2 separate regions of the Mus musculus genome follow, and region 1 is linked to region 2. A link is a contact called in public Hi-C data. All regions are on one chromosome and are shown on one strand. The core of a region is the stretch at or near the end of the contact, and the rest is flanking DNA. Distances in the headings are between cores, read along the strand shown.

Evidence for each region. Hi-C and Micro-C count contacts between places; a contact is called where the count stands out from the background.
Region 1: a contact with region 2 is called in a Hi-C map of cerebral cortex, with 3 times the contacts expected there. The contact joins the promoter of Ajap1 here to the enhancer-like site in region 2. A contact is called at or near these places in 2 of 39 promoter capture datasets (hippocampal neurons and pre-B cells), 4 of 484 Hi-C or Micro-C datasets (cerebral cortex, embryonic stem cells and forebrain), 1 of 115 datasets of contacts at active chromatin or transcription factors (embryonic stem cells) and 1 of 9 other capture datasets (liver).

The regions. Positions count from the first base shown.
Region 1 is chr4:153,481,000-153,486,173 of GRCm38.p6, forward strand. It overlaps Ajap1 (adherens junction associated protein 1), which reads right to left and starts at 1,831. Exons shown (of 6, transcript NM_001099299.1): 1 at 1,130-1,831. The coding sequence starts at 1,158.
Region 2 is chr4:153,436,552-153,441,263 of GRCm38.p6, forward strand. All of the region lies in intron 1 of Ajap1 (adherens junction associated protein 1), which reads right to left. Among named protein-coding and RNA genes, the nearest start is that of Ajap1, 44 kb to the right of the region's middle. Within about 2 kb of position 2,675, at least 28 of the 459 cell types and tissues checked have an H3K27ac peak or open chromatin away from gene starts, as enhancers often do. A contact at or near this core is called in cerebral cortex and hippocampal neurons, where this site is marked.

The DNA.
Region 1 (5,174 bases), core at 581-3,080, 44 kb after region 2:
GCGCATGTTCCTCCCTCCTTTGGCCCCACTTTCTCCCCAGCTTCATGCTGGTGGGGGTGGGTGACTGAGGCAGTCTGCTCCAGCAGCCACCGACCCCTTGTATCCTCAACACGGGAGCGCAGTGCATCCCAGTGGACAAACACTAGAAGCGCAAGCAGCCTTTCTCAGCTTCCATTTGTGATGTTCAACCTGGGTCCCAAATCCCGACCCAGGCGCAGCAGCTCTGGCCAGAGACCCCCTTACATGAAGGCAAGGGTAGTAGACACTGTGCTCTGTAAAGGGGGCAACTGCGTTCTGGGGACCCCAAGGCAGGATCCAGAGAAGCTTGAGCGACTCGGTAGGTGGGCAAAGTTTGCAGAGAAGGGTCTTTCTGGTCCGCCCCATAACCGCACTGGGCTTGAGTTCCTACTGGCCCGGAAGGTCCCGGACACAGACAAGCCCTGTGTGCCTGTGAGAGGTGCTTAGAGGCAGTTGCCTGTTGTCGCTTCCCCAGAATCCAAAAGCTCTCCAGACCCAGCTGTCTGCCAGCTGCGTGCGACCTTCTGCCCGGAGGTCACCCCAAAGCAGCTGGGTCGGCAGCTGTGCTCCTACTACACTTCAGTTCAGGGGCCCAGGGGCCCTAGGAACGGAGAGAAGGGCTGACGGAGCGGCTGTAGGGTTCTGGGCTTCTCCAACTCCACGGCAAAGCTGCTCGAGAACTGGGAGGGCCGGTGGCTCTCCCTGGCAGATCCAGCGTCAGCCCCGGCCCCCGAGTCCACCGCGCCCAATGGCCCGCAACTCGCGCCGGGCTCCGGAGAGGAGCCGCGCCGGGGCCGCCGGCCAGGACACTGCGCTGCTGGCGCCCTGGGCAGCGGGCGCGCCGGCCAGCCCCGCTGCCAGGTTACTGGGGCAAGCGCCCCTACCTCGACCCCACTCGACTCGCGGAGCGTAGGAGAACGGCCGCTCCCTGCCTCTCTCTGTCCGGCCTCAGGGACCAGCAGGCGGCCGCGCTCCGTGGCTTCGGGTGCACCACGCGGGCCGCCTCGGGGAGGCGAGAAGCCGTGCCTCGGTTTGCAACAGTGAGCAGCAGCCCAGCCTAGCGCCCACGCACCACCCCCCCATGCACCCTGCCTCCAGCCGGGTCGCTCACCTGAGTCCTAAAAGCTGTTGGATCCACATGGTCACGTTTCAGGGAACCCAGCCTCAGACCTTGCTTGCCCCAGCCATCTGCGCGGCGCCCGCGCCCGCTCGCTCCGGTCCCGTGGCGCCGCTCTTCGGCTTCGGGCCGCCGCCGCCACCCGCCGCCCGCCGCCCGCCGGCCGCGGGGCGCACAGCGAGTCAGAGCGCGGCCGCGCGGGGCTCCATGCCGGCCGGCGCGCCGCCGCCGAGGGGGCGCATGGCTCAGGCGGGCCGGCCCGCGGGGACGCACATCCTCCCGCCGGCTCTCGGGGCGCGGGGCCCCCACCGCAGGCCACACGGCGCGGGCGGCAGCGAGGCGGGCGCACTCCGGGTCTGTCGCCGGCCGCGAGGGTCCGAGGAGCGGGGCTTCGTCCTCCGGGGCGACGAGTAGCGAAGCGGGCGGCTCCGCAAGCCGTGCGAGGATCTAGCCTGCAGCCGGAGCTGCGAGGCTGTGATCGGTGTTGCCCGGGGGTTGAGAAGATCGCCCCTCTGGCCCACGCGGGTCGCCTCCACGCGCCGCCGGGTCGAGGGGCCTCTGTCCCAGGTTCTGACACCGATCAAGTTGCTGGAGAGCTCCGTCTAAGCGCTCGCTCTGCAGACAGCCGCGGCCCGGAGACTGCCAGAAGGCGGGCAGGGGAGGCGCGGGGCGAAGAAGCGTGGAGCGCGGGGCGTGGGGACGCGCGGCGGCGCCGCCGCGCGGAGGAGGCGCGCGGGGATCCCGGGCCCCGCCGCCCGCGCCCACCGCGCCCTCCGCAGAGCCGCCCGCGCCGCTCGGCCGCCTCCCTCTGCGCGTCTGCCTCCAGAAGCGCTTGCCCCCGCCTCCGCGAACGGGTCCCAACTCCGCCCGCCGGGCCCGGCTCACGTCACCCTCCTTCCCCGCCCCTCAACCTGGAGTCGGAGCCCCCAACCCGGCCGGTCGGCTTAGCTTGCCAGCCCACCTCGCTGGAGCTGGACTGGCGACCTGGGCTCTGAGTGGCCTGGGCGGCGCCAGAGAGAAGAACCGGGCCCACCCCTTCCCCATCCCTGGCCGCGTCCGGGTCTCCACCTTGGGAAAGGCTCGAAAGAGGCCGCAGGCTCCGATTGGACCGCCCGGCGCCGCCGGATGGTGTTGCCACGGTAACCAGATGGCATGCGAAGCAGTTAAGAGGTTCGGACCCTGTTCTAAGTACGCCCATTGAACGCAGAGGGCTGATTTGGGGAGAGGAGGTTCTCATGGGACTGGGGAGCTGAGGCTGTGCGAAAAGTTTCCTCCTGCGGAGCTGCACGGCGCAGGCGATGCGAGAGGCTGGGGAGGGTCCTCCTGGGGAGTCTCCCCACTGCCTGGGCCTGGCCTCTCTCCAGGCAGATGAAGTTTCAGCCTTTGGTTGGAGCATGCTTCTGCCCGGTTATTCAGTCTCCAGCGCAGTTCCCCCTCCTTCTTGGTTTTATGGCATCTGCTGTCTTCGCAGAGCCAGGGAGTTCTGAACCTGGCACTCCCAGACATCTTGCCCACTCTCCCACCCAGCACTCCCTGGTGCCTACCTGGTTAGTTGTGTCTGCATGTCCGGTTAGTGAAAGACAGGCTTTCTGTGGTCCCCTTTCACTGAAAGGAGTGACATAAAGGCAGAGGATCCCACGGAGGCCTTAGCTGCCTAGTCCCTGAGGAACTGTAGGAACAAAAGCCAGCTCTCAGCTCCACACATAGTGGGGAAGAAATGCAAAGCCAGGGGCCTTAGAAATGAGCTTCAGTCTGCGGTCTTCCTGCTTGGACTTTAGAGTCAGAGCCGGGAAGGTAAAGAGAGGCAACTGGGGACTTGCCAGGGTGCTGCAAGCAAGTGACTTCAGCCCAGCAGTTGCCCCCCTCAGGAGAGAGAGGGTGAGGCCTCCCTGGGAGGGTTGCTGGGGGGGGGGGAGGAGCCAGTCTTCCTGGGATTCACTGTGCACCCAGGCAGGTCCTTTTCCCTGAGCCTCCAGTCCAAGGTTTTTGGCAGCCAGAGATTCTCCCCACCCAGGCTGGACAGGACAACATGGTTCTGTTTTCCCTCTCAGGCCCTAAAGAAAGTATCTGGGAGCAAGGTAGCATGGTTGCAAGAGACTGAAGTTAGGTATGGGGTGCTACTGTCTTGGGGTCCTATGTCTATTACGCAACCTCTCCGACTCTTGGCTTTCTCATCTTACAAGACCCGTTTCCGGTGCTTTCCCTCAGGAGGTTTTAATTAGGACTAAATGAGTTGGCCCAGCGCACGTGCAGCTGCGACTAGCTGTGTGCCAGTCTGTCGTCCAGAGAGACACCCAGGTGACTCAGCGCTTTGAATGCCTGGTCACTTCTGGGTCCTCTTCCCGCAGAGCCCTGGTCCTGGGGGTTGGAGGGAGATGATCTTACAAAGTAAGGAGGCAGGGAAGTCCTAGCGGACGGAGCAAGCTGGACCCAGTTGCCAACCAGGAAGGAGATGCCTGCACTGCTGCCACCTAGCGGGAAAAGCTGGGGTGCTGCAAAAAGAGGGCCTTCCAGCAGCCTGTAGAGTCCTTAGGGAGACTTAGCCTGGGCAGCCAGGTGACTGGAGGTGGGGGTTCTGACCTGCTTTCTTCTACAGACCTTTTCACAGGCTTAGGAGACCCACTGCCCTTTGGGAAGGTGGCAAATCCCGTTCAGTCTGAGATGTTACTGAAATGTATTCTCAAAGATAACTCTAACAGGATTGGGATACAGCTGGAGGAAGAGCCTGTGTTTAGCCTGGATAAGGCCCCAGGTTCAATCCCCAGCAAACGCCCAGAAAAAGATTAATGAAGTCAATGTATGACTTAATAATGTATGCTCTTGGGGGCTGGTGAGTTGGCTCAGAGGTTCAGAGCACTGCCTGTTCTTCCAGATGACCGGGGTTCAATTCTCAGCATCCACATGGGATCTGACACCCTCACACAGACACATACAGGCCAAACACCAATGCACATAAAATAAAAATAATTTTTAAAACTGTATGTTCTTGTTGATACATTAGATAAGTAACTGACATATCCTGGTTATAACTGACAGCCAGATGCACCCTGGGACTTTTGCAACTTCATTTGCCTACAAAATGCCTCTGGCTTCTGTTTGATGTCACAGGTACCACCTAGCCATCAGCCCGCCACCCACAGTTATGACTCGAGAAAAATGTTCAACTTCCGGTGAGAGTTAACTAAGCCAAGATCAAATTCTCTTGCTCGTGTTTCTTGGCCTGATGGATACTATTCTGACGGGAAGGGGCTTGTCCAAGAAGACAGTGGATAGTAACATTTTCTGCATGCAAGGATGGGAACAAGAAAAGACAGTAGTCTCTAGGAAAATAAAACAACAGTAACATACATAGGGCCTCTCCATTAGGCAGGGGAGGAGACTCTTGGCCCCCATCAGGACGTGTTAGAAGTTGAACCTCTGAGAAGCTGGGACCTCAGCACACAACTCTACTTCCCCAAGGGTAATTCATGTCCAAGCCTCCCCAAGGCAAGCCCTTCTGTGTTACTTCTTTGTTTTTCTTTATCTCTTGATTAAAAAAAAAAAACATTATTTTACAGATGGAAAAACAATAAAACTTTCATCTCGCTGTGTGTGACCTGTTCCCTAGAACTCAAGGATATCACGCAGCTATCTGATTTATTTTTCTCTCCTTCGGAGCTAGCTGGGAGTAGTCGAGGAGGGTATGTGCCACTCCACCTAATACGCCGAGACATACACACACACACACACACACACACACGTCCATACATGAAAGCAAACACTTGAGGACACACAGATGCACATACATACACATGTGCCCACAGTTGCACACACAGAGGCATATGCAGATGAGCAAACATACATTTGCATGCTCCCACACACATGCATACACCTGACAGCCTCTGTATGCACAGACAGGACCCCTTACTGGGACTCTCTGTGCAAAGGGCAGGTCTTCTTGTAGCTTCTGGCAGCTCCTCCTCTGCCTGGCAGACATCCTGGCCTGGAGCCGCCAAGTACCACCACAGGCTGCTCTGCTCAGCCCTCTCTCTTCCAGTTT
Region 2 (4,712 bases), core at 1,425-3,924:
GCTGTTGACCCCACTTCATAAAGGCACCAAGGCATTGTCAGTTGTGTGCCTTCCACCCAGATGACAAGCGAGGCCTTGCAACTAATAACTCATCAGCACCAATGGGTCACATGTTCACTCAGGAGGCGAGGCAGAAACCCCAGGACATTGAACTGGCCCCTGCAGACAGGTCACACCAAGTATGAAGATGGCTCTGGGGGACTAGGGCCTCCATGTGCACAGTAAGACTGAGCCGGCTTGGGACTGAAGACAACATTGATCCCTGAGAAAACCGGAGCTACCACTGGTGCGGCGATCACCGTCCTAAAGTACATAGCTGTATGCTCCTGTGTCTTCAGTAGCCAAGAATGTAAACCCCACAAGTATCCCCCAACAGACAGGCACACGGGACACATCCAGGCACATAGTACATACCAGGAGCCTTAGAAACCCATGGCAAGGCAAAGGAGTCAGGAGTAGGGGCACACATAAATGAAGGATCCCCCAAAGACTTCAGGGAGGTTGGTGGCTACTGGGGAGCACAGGAGAGGGACTGTTTGGGAGTGATTAGCTCCTGGAGTGGTTCATTTAGGGGTAATGGAATGTTCTGGAATTTGCTGCAGTGGTGGCTACATACCTTATGAATATACAAAAACCACAGGACCATGCCCTCGAAAAGCAGTGAGTTTAATAGCATGTAGATTACATCTCAATAACAACAAAGGGGAACTGGACCCAGAAGGGAGGGAAGGAAAGAGAGAGAGACAGAGTGTAAGAGAGAGAGGGAGGAGTGTGTGTGTGTGTGTGTAATAGGAACCAATGTGGGGATTCTCTGCGACCTTCCGATCCTGGACCCTGGATGCAAACCAGAGAGCCTCCTGCCAACCTTCTGAGTCACAAGCAAGGTTCATGAATGCTGTGGAGACTCAGTCTGACTGGAGTGGGCTTAGCGGGAATCCCCAGGAGTTAAGGTCCCTCCTCGCTTGAACGCAGAGATCTACACCCGTCCCTCTGAGGAGGACGCTCAAGACAGCCTCACCTTTTGTTCATCTCCAAGGACACCGTGCAGAGGAAACGCAGAACTGCAAGCTGTGTGCACCATTGGCTCCCGTCCGCCTCTATTTGCTACTTTGCGGCTCCTCGCTTCTCTTCCTTTTAAATTTTTATTGAAATCACTTTTCCCCAAGACTGGTTTAATAAGATTCAGTGGATTGAGGTTCAATTCACTCCCTTCCATACAGTTTCTCCACGGAAGAAAATCACTGTCAATTAAGGGAGACAAAGACATCTCCTCACCCACAGACACACCCTCCTGGGGGCCCAGATGTGGCAGCATGTGCTCCCCCGGAAACAGGAGACAGCAGGTTCCTCTCTTGGAAGAGTGGAGCCCTGATATTGTGTGGCCAGGGTTACCTTAGAAACTTCAGGTGTTGCATGGAGGTGGCCTGTCCTTTCTGCTTCTGCTTCAGAGCCTACTTCAGGAGCTGCAGCTGCTGTGTTACCCAGGCCCTTCACCCTGCTGTGCTGTCTGCTGTAGATGTTAGCCAGAGTCCAGACTTGTTGATTCCTCCCTTGGAGGCTCTGTTTTCCCACCACCAACACAAGATAGCTAAGGAGTGTGGAATCTGGGGTCTCCCTCCCTTCAACCCAGATCCAACCTTCCATGATCAGTAAAGCCTAGACAGGCTGGGAACAAGCTCAGGGAGAGAGTTACAGAGACAAGTGCTGGAAGATGTGTTGTCTGATCAGTTTTGTGTAAATCCGCCTCTCTCGTGCTTGATCAGGATAGCCCTTCACCTAGGACTTACCTAGGACTCACAATGGCATTGGACAGAACCACGACTCCATACCCAGCCACTTCCTGGCTGCTCCCCACCTCTGTGAACTTGCTAAGAACCCTGTTCACCTCAGAATACTTCCAGTTTTACACAGAAGTTGCAAGAGAACAACTTATTCCAGGAACTCTCCCCGCAGTTTCCTCTGGTGCGACAACATACCACAGGCTCGTCCTCATCACCACCCTACAGCTGCTGCCCCATGATGTATTACCAATCTGTTAGTTTGGGTTTAGAATCTGCGTAAGACCCCACCTAACCTTGTGTACAGCCTCTGACTTCCCAAGGCTACTTTTAACTGTGCCAGTTTTGTTTTGTTTTGTTTTGTTTTTCTGGTTTTTGATGCACTTGATCTATGGGACAATGGGGTTGTACAGATGGCCAGGAGTTGGGCTCTGATAGTTTGGGGGCACCAAAGTTGTGAGTTTGTAAAACGGGACCACCGAGGTGAAGCACTGCTCTCACTAGAACATCCTGGCAAGAGCGAAGGCAGTGTCAGAGGGTGGTCTATGCCTCGATGTAGCAGGAAGATGGGAGAATTTACATAATTGTTCTGTGCCTCAGTTTCCCTACCTACAAAGCAGGGCAAACTCAGGAAGCTCTTTGCAAGGCACACTGGGAGATACCAAGTGCTGTTGGCTAAGCTCTTTGTAGATGCTCTGGGGTCCTGTGACTTCTTGCCTTCTTGGAACCAATCAAGCCCAGGCCCCTGTTGCCTCCCGGGAGCAAACAATGACTCCAGGAACAGGGAGACATAGCTGCACAGCCTTCACAGGTGCTTGAAGGAGACTGAAGGGTAGCAACACGCTGGCGTTCTGGTTGCCCAGGAAACGTGCCCGCAAGCATTCTGGAGGAGCGAAGTGACAGGCTGTGGGTGGGCAGGACAGTGGGTGGCAATGTTCTCGGTCTCAGCAGTGGGGAGTCTCCTGTGCCTATGGCTGATCCCTGACTGCTGTGACCCGGCAAAGCGTCCCCCCTGGCAGAAATCCTACGGTGGGACATGGGGACCGCTGCTCTCTGAAGTGCCTGCAGCTCCGCTGGGTCCTTAATTTCAATTGCTGTTCCCACATCCCCTGTCACAGCTGCACTCTCTCTGTGTTGTCGGCTGCTCATCTACCCGGCTACCTTGCTACAAGCCTTGAGCCTTCCTCTTCAGATGGGGACAACAGTCCTAGTCAGGCCTCCCAGAATGAGCTGACTTACCCCCAGGGCTAAGCCCTGTGCCCTCTCCATCTCCCTACAGATAAAGGACAGACTCGACAGAGCCAGGCACAAAAGCACTGGATCCGGTCTCAGTCTGGCAACCACATCTTCAGTAATCTCATAGGGCCAGGGAGCAAAGACCCGTTCGCATGTTACCATGGGGAATTTTCCGGCCTTTAAAAAAAAAAAACCCTCTTGTGGGATTGGTGTGTCGGGAAGCTCCTGTGCTCAACCGAGGTCCTCAGCTTAAATCTATTCTCAAAGATGCAACCCGGGGAGGCATAGCATTGGGAGAGAGCAGCAGAGCCTGGTCAGGAAATAGCTCCTCCAGCTAAGCATGGGCAGGCACACGAGCAGATCACAGACCAGTTCTGAGCACAGCAGACCATCTCCTGGGCAGGGATATCTGGCTGGGAAGATACTGAGGGAAGGTTCTAGGCCATCGTGCAAAGCATGAGAGCCACAGCACCATGTGTATGTAACCACGGCAAGCCAAACAGCTGAGGGCTGTGCGTGGAGAGAAAAGACGGCAGGATCCTAAAATAGCTGCTACAGAGTCTGAGCAATAGCAACATGGCAGGCGCCAGGCTCGGCGACTCTCTCACCTCACTCGGTTATACCGAGAAGAGGAAGTGCTGTTGTTACTCTCATCTTGAAGGGGAAAGGATCGGCAAAAAATGGTAGCTAGTTCTCTCTCTACAGGGATGTATCTTAGGATGCTGCACAGAGAAGTAGGTGGTCTGTGGTCTGTCCTGGAAGGCAGTCTGTCTTTCCTGGGAGGCTGAGAAGCAGTCTGTACTGAGGGAGGGACTTGGGCTACTTGGAGACCCTTGGTCCTACTGCACTGGAACCAGCACATTCCTCCCAGTTCGCAGTCCATGCCTGAAGCCACTGCTCAGGGAACAGCTTGGCAGCTCATTACTAATCATCAGCTTCCGCAGCACCCATTGGCCGCCTCTCACGGTTTCAGGAGTTTTCTGATTTGAGTCTTGCAACTGCTACATTGTTATTTGCAAAGTCCACCAACACAGCCAGGAACTTGTTAAAACAGGCAAAGACACAAGTGGAGAGGCAGGTGATTGTCTTCAGCCCCTAAACTCCCAGAACAGTACAGAGACAGGAAGAACCATACCCGTGAGCCGAGAGGGGCTGCCCCAAGGACAAAGGCTTGTGATGGCATGGAAGTTAGGTAGCTGTGAGCTGACAGGGATGCGATTCCTCAAGCCAGAAGGCCAGGGTGAGTCCATGGGCCTCTCCTAGCACTTAGGGATGAGGCAGTGAAGGCAGAGTTCCTGTGAAGGGCCTCACTACACCGGCTGGAAGTAAGAAGGAGGTCCTGGAATCTGGCCATGGCAAGCCATGATCTCCAGACCAGCTGCAGCCAGCACGGAAAGACATGTAGTCAGGGAAGTGTTGGGAAGGGATGAACCCGGTGGGTGGCCAGAGCAGCTAGACACCTGAAGTGTTCTTCTGGTTTCTAGGCTACATCTACCCTATAGTAACATGGGGAGACAGTGCAGAGTCAGGGGAGACAGTGCAGAGGCCGAGGAGGCAGTGCAGAGGCAGGGGAGGCACTGAAGAGGCAGGGGAGACACTGCAGAGGCAGGGGAGACACTGAAGAGGCAGGGGAGACAGTGCAGAGGCAGGGGAGACAGTGCAGAGGCAGGGGAGACACTGAAGAGGCAGGGGAGACAC